2 separate regions of the Hordeum vulgare genome follow, and region 1 is linked to region 2. A link is a contact called in public Hi-C data. All regions are on one chromosome and are shown on one strand. The core of a region is the stretch at or near the end of the contact, and the rest is flanking DNA. Distances in the headings are between cores, read along the strand shown. Region 1 holds the start of LOC123425798 (probable histone H2A.2). Region 2 has its middle 160 kb from the start of LOC123425797.

Region 1 (2,897 bases), core at 97-2,596, 170 kb before region 2:
TTCATTTTTCTCCGTATGTAGTCAGTAGTGAAATCCCTAAAAGACTTATATTTAGGAACGAATGGAGTAGATATTGGGAGTAGGTAGGGTGATACTAGTTCAATCGAACACATTAAGAACACACGTGTAAAGAACACAACGTGGCTGCTGTCGTGCGCTTGGAGCTCCGGGTGGTCGCTGCCGTCGGTGAGGTCCGCGCCCGCGCCCACCGTGCTCCTGGTAGCCGCATCGCCCGAATCCGCCGTGCCCTGTCGCGCCAAGCCTACAACCGCGCCCATCTGCACCCGTCGCCGACGCTAGTGAGTCGTCGCGCCCGCGCTCCCGCAGCTCGCCAAGTCCACTGCTGCGAGCTTCGCCAGGCCCTCGTCCTTGCCCGCCTCGCCTTTCTGCTCCGATCGCGCCCTAGCTACAACGACTCGCCCATGCCACGCCTGTGGTCGCAAGCACCCGCCCCTGCTGGTGCAGCGCCCGTGCGCGTTCGTCGGGGCCTGCCCTCGCCCGCCCGCCCGCCTTCGCCGCCCACATGCCCGCGACCTGCGCGCCTGCCTGACCACCACACCCTACCCTGCCCGCTCGCCCTCACTGGCTGCGTGCCCGCGCCCTGCTCCGCCTGCCCCGCCGCGCACCGGTCGCGCTTGCGCGCCCGCCTTGCCGCCGCGCCCTGCCCTCGCCCGCTCGCCCTTGTCGGCTGCGTGCCCGTGCCCTGCTCCGCCCGCCCCGTCGCATCCCACCCGTGCCTGCGCGCCCGCCTGGCCGCCGCGCCTGCTCGTACGCCGCCCACATCGCCTAGCCGCGCTCACCCGCCCCGACTCCCATTGCTGCTGCTCGTCGGCGCGCCGTCCCTGCTCGTCAACCTCGTCATGGTCGTGGGTGGAGCGCTGTGTGAAAAAGAGGAAAGAGAAGGATGGGTGAGTGGGCCCATCGGGTTTCAATGACAGGCGGGTGAGCTCTCACATGCAACGGACACAACTCGAACAAAAAGTGTCCAAAAAGCATACGTGCGTGTTCGTTCTTAAATTTGATCCGTAAATGGATTAAACGAACATGAAACGAACAAAAAATGAATATGCTCTTACGTGTTGAGTTCATGTCGTTTATATCCATTTTACGTCAAAGACATGTACACGGACAAGACGGGATCGCGGTGGAGTTGGAGTTAGCACCGACCCCGAAACGGCGAAAAGCCGAGGCGGTAAACCAAAAACCAACCGCTCCACGGCTCTTCCCATCCGACGGACTGGATCCCGCCGCTCGCCGCATGTCCTCTCCACCACGTCACCGATCCGCGCACTCCCCTCGCATTGGCTCTCCTCCTCTATATAATCCACCCCCCACCCACCGCTCCTGCCTACCAGCCGTATACCCACACCACACCCCCTCCGCACTTGCTCCCGTAGCTTCTCGCTTCCATTCCTCAACCGCGGAAACCCTCGGAGTACTGTAGACATGGCTGGGAGGGGCAAGGCTATCGGCTCCGGCGCCGCCAAGAAGGCTATCTCCAGGAGCTCCAAGGCCGGGCTCCAGTTTCCCGTCGGCAGGATCGCGCGGTTCCTCAAGGCCGGCAAGTACGCCGAGAGGGTTGGCGCCGGCGCTCCCGTCTACCTCGCCGCCGTGCTGGAGTATCTCGCCGCTGAGGTGCGTGGAATTCTATTACCCGATGCCTGATTTTGCTGCTTTGGGTGGTGAATTCGAGCGGTTGGTGTCTCGTCGATCGGTGGTTTGTCCGCCAAATTGGGGAAAATTTCTAGGGTTTCGGATGAGAATACTAGTACTATTTGTATCTGTCGCCTCTCACTTTTCTTTGTGCCTAGGCGGTTCTGCTCGCTAATTTCGCTTGAAGCTTTGTCGAATTTTAGAGTAACCGTTGCGACTCCCTTGTTTGTGCAGGTCCTGGAGTTGGCCGGGAACGCCGCGAGGGACAACAAGAAGACCCGCATCGTGCCGCGACATATCCAGCTTGCCGTCCGCAACGACGAGGAGCTCTCCCGCCTGCTCGGTATGGTCACAATCGCCAGCGGCGGTGTCATGCCCAACATCCACAACCTTCTGCTCCCCAAGAAGGCCGGAGGCAGCGCCAAGGCCGCGGCTGCCGATGACGATAGCTAGATGACGGCTCCTTCTCGGTGGTCGTGGGTGCTCGGCTGTATCTGTGTAGTAGCGTGTTCGGTCAGAAGGTTGTGGATGTTGTATCTGTGTAGTAGCGTCTGCAGTCAAGTGTTGCCTAGGTGTTGCGTTTTACTAGGAGTAGTACGTATTAGTTTCTGAATGAATCTGTGTGCTTGTACCGGTGCTAAACTAGGTGTGGACAATGGTTACATCCTCTGTAATTCGTTGCTACGTTCTATAGAAGTCGCATCTATGAATTGTTACATTCTCTGCACTTGTCAAATTCTACTACCGTGTTCTTGTCAAATTTCCACTGTCAATTCTTGCCTATTTTTTCATCTTAAATGTTCGACCAAGGATAGAAAACGATTGAAATGGTATGGGAGATAAACAATTATCAGTCCACATATAGCAGCCGCTGCACATTGTTTTGGGTGCCCTGACTATCCGGACGGTGAAGAAACGGTAGGTACAGATCGAGAAAAGGAAGCTAAGACAGCACAACAGCAGTACGAATACGAATCTGGTACCAGGTCTCACGCCACATTGCAAAAGGCAGACCAAGTCGCCCGAGGCCAGAGCATACTCACATGACGCGAACGCAGGATGTTTCGGTTAAAAGCATGACAATTTACAGCTTTGCTCTCTGCAAAAAGTTTTGTCAAGTGCAAGCAAAAGAATCCAATGTTTATGAGCCTGTGTGGTGCATCTGTCTTTCTACTACTGTACTTCTTCCTCTCCTTTCTGTGATGGTAGAAATGTACTCCTACAGCGGAAAAAACAGCAGGTAG
Region 2 (2,700 bases), core at 12-2,511:
GGACATTTTTTTGAAATGGCGAACCGATTTTGAATTTTCTGAACTTTTTTCGTAAACATGAACATTTTCTGAATTTATGAACAAAATTTGAAAATCGTGAACAGATTTTCAACTTTTATAACAGATTTCAAAATGGAGATTTTTTTTGAAAATCCCCCAGAAAATTGAAACACGATCATTTTTTTATGCGTGAACAAATTTTTGAAAATGAGAACATTTTTTTGAATTTGTGATATTTTTAAAACAGGAACATTTACTGAAATTTCTGAAAGATATCTTGAAAATGAACATTTTTTAAAAAATTGATGAAAATTTAAAATGAGAGCAAAATTGAAAAAGGAACATTTTTAAAATTCCTGAACATTTTTTAAAAATTTGAACAAAATTTAAAACAGGAACGATTTTTGAAATTTCTGAACATTTTTTAAACTGGGAGATAATTTTGAAAACAAGAAGATGTTATAAAATTATGAATAAATATAAGATTCCAAAACCATGAAATTATGTTTAAAATTTTCAAACAAAAAAACATGAAAAAGAAACGAAAGAGCAATGAAAAGAACGGAAAAAAGAAAAAAAGTTTGAAAAACCTCATAGAAGGTTCCAAAACCAGAAAAAACCGAGCGGGAACCACTTATAAGATTCCCAAAATCAAAATTGCTCAAACGTTTGAACATGTCGGCCCACCCGAAACGCTTGTTAGTCTGGCATGTGCGCCGCCCTGACTAGTCACCGCAGCGAGCCTCCAATAGGATTTTCCACGGTGTTTAGTTAGCCTGGAGCAGCCGGCTAGGTATGTGCCCCTAACTTTGTCTAAAAAAAAGGATGTGCCCCTACTCGGCTCATTTTTCTTTTGGACCCAGTGGTTAATGTTATTTATCTTTTAAGATAATATAACGTCTCAGTCTTTCGAAGATGGTCATAGAAATATAATGTGTTTGTATGCATTCATTGAAATGAACGTATGCACGTGTATATGAAAGTTTACGTTTGTACTGGGTTCTAAAAACAAAAAAACTATCCTAACTTCGACTCAAATCAAAAAAAAAAAAGAGCTAAACTATCCCTAGCGTTAACGACGGACTCACGCGTTGCGGTGAAGAAGCGATCAGCAAAACAGCACGAGCACCAACAAGCGCGCGCACGTATGCACCGACGACGACACAGCCCGGTCAGAGCTCGGTCTCTCCACCCACAGGAGTACATCTCTCCTGTTAAAAACCCTTTCCCGCCTGATCTGGTCTCCCTGCGTTGACAGTGCGCATCTACCGCGAAGGTGAGGTTGGAACCAAACAAGACACGAGCCGCAGCCGCACGCACCACCTAGGCATACGTGCCAAAATTAATTACTCGATCCCATCGCTTCCGCACAACCATGCGCATCGATCCCAGCCCGATCGCTCCACGATTTTAATACTACATTGGTTATAAAATAATTGTCTCAACTGCCTGCGTTTGCAACAGGAAAAACAATTCTACGTAAAATACAATTATTTTGTAGGCGAGACTTTTCGCATTTTAGTATGGATTTTGAACAAACAACTTCAAATTTGAACATTAAACTGTGCAACTAAAGCTCATTGTTATCTTCGTGTGGCCGAAACACCCACCTCTCACACGTGATGATCTTGGGTCGAGATATAGTAGTATCTTGATGGATCCGTTCATGCATAACCTTTCTACCCAACACCTACGAAAATTAGTAGGCACGATACAAAAAACATATTAAAAGAGAAGATGAGAAAAATTGATGATGCAAAAGCGAGATCAAGAAAAAAATGGAGATAAGGATCATAAAATCACAAGCTTAATCACTTGTACCCAGAAATCCATCTCCACGTGACTAATCATGTGACAAACAAGCAGTAGACCAGTAGCCACAAATCCATGAGACATGTGTAACCATTAGGAGGCACAAAATCCACTTGTGCATGCAAAAATCTCAGCTCAAAATGAACCATATATTGTATACGCATCAGAAAGAATATAATAAGAAATCTAGAGCACATCACGCAGTCAATTGTGCTACACATCCTTCGTGGCATCCATATTTGTTTTGGCTTGATCTAAGATGGATAGGCTATCGACGGTTGGTTGTCTGCCGTTATTCTCTTTCCAGCGATTTTGTCCATGCATAGTCCCTTTGAGTCTCCATGTTTCACTTTCCACACAAAGTCCCTTCCTAACTTAGATCTGTGTCGCTTGGAGGCACTCAAGGTAACTGCACAAGTGCGACGGCCAACGACCGGCGACCAGCGCAGCCAAGGTAGCGAGGCAAGCTCGTGCCTCTCCAGGAGCTCGATTTCGATGAGACTCATAGGCAAGGAAGCGGAGGAGATCTCGGTTCTCCGCGGACGAGCTCGGTGGCGTGGAGTCGCACCAATGATCTTTTCTTTTAAGATTTCAAGACTGCCTGACCTATAGCCGATGGGGAGAAAGATGAGCGCGGCTGAACGCGCAGTTGCCTGGGGAACGACAGGCGATTTCGGTAGCGAGGAGTTTCGAGGCTTGATATATTGACTGGTGTTAATTTATATAGTCATGGATCGGGCCGTGATGCTTCGAGGCTCGTGCAGAGTCCTTGTCCGAAACTGGTCAAGCGAGGCGAGATCATGCGGAGAACGACACTCGTTTTTAATTATTATTAGGTGCGCTTGGGTCGGGTGCGCTTGTGTCGTTCATGAACAAAACCGTTTTGAA

What was found. A called contact is a pair of places that touch in the nucleus more often than the background predicts.
Region 1: a Hi-C map of leaf shows a contact between it and region 2, with 5 times the contacts expected there. The contact joins the promoter of LOC123425798 here to the enhancer-like site in region 2. A contact is called at or near these places in 4 of 6 Hi-C or Micro-C datasets (leaf, seedling and an unstated tissue) and 1 of 1 datasets of contacts at active chromatin or transcription factors (embryo).

Annotation. Positions count from the first base shown.
Region 1 is chr2H:192,866,089-192,868,985 of MorexV3_pseudomolecules_assembly, reverse strand. It overlaps LOC123425798 (probable histone H2A.2), which reads left to right and starts at 1,346. Exons shown (of 2, transcript XM_045109537.1): 1 at 1,346-1,635; 2 at 1,888-2,369. The coding sequence starts at 1,447. The coding sequence ends at 2,106. It overlaps LOC123425797 (formin-like protein 11), which reads right to left. Exons shown (of 7, transcript XM_045109535.1): 7 at 2,698-2,897.
Region 2 is chr2H:192,700,547-192,703,246 of MorexV3_pseudomolecules_assembly, reverse strand. No RefSeq gene overlaps it. Among protein-coding and RNA genes, the nearest start is that of LOC123425797, 160 kb to the left of the region's middle. Within about 2 kb of position 1,261, at least 3 of the 3 cell types and tissues checked have open chromatin away from gene starts, as enhancers often do. A contact at or near this core is called in leaf and seedling, where this site is marked.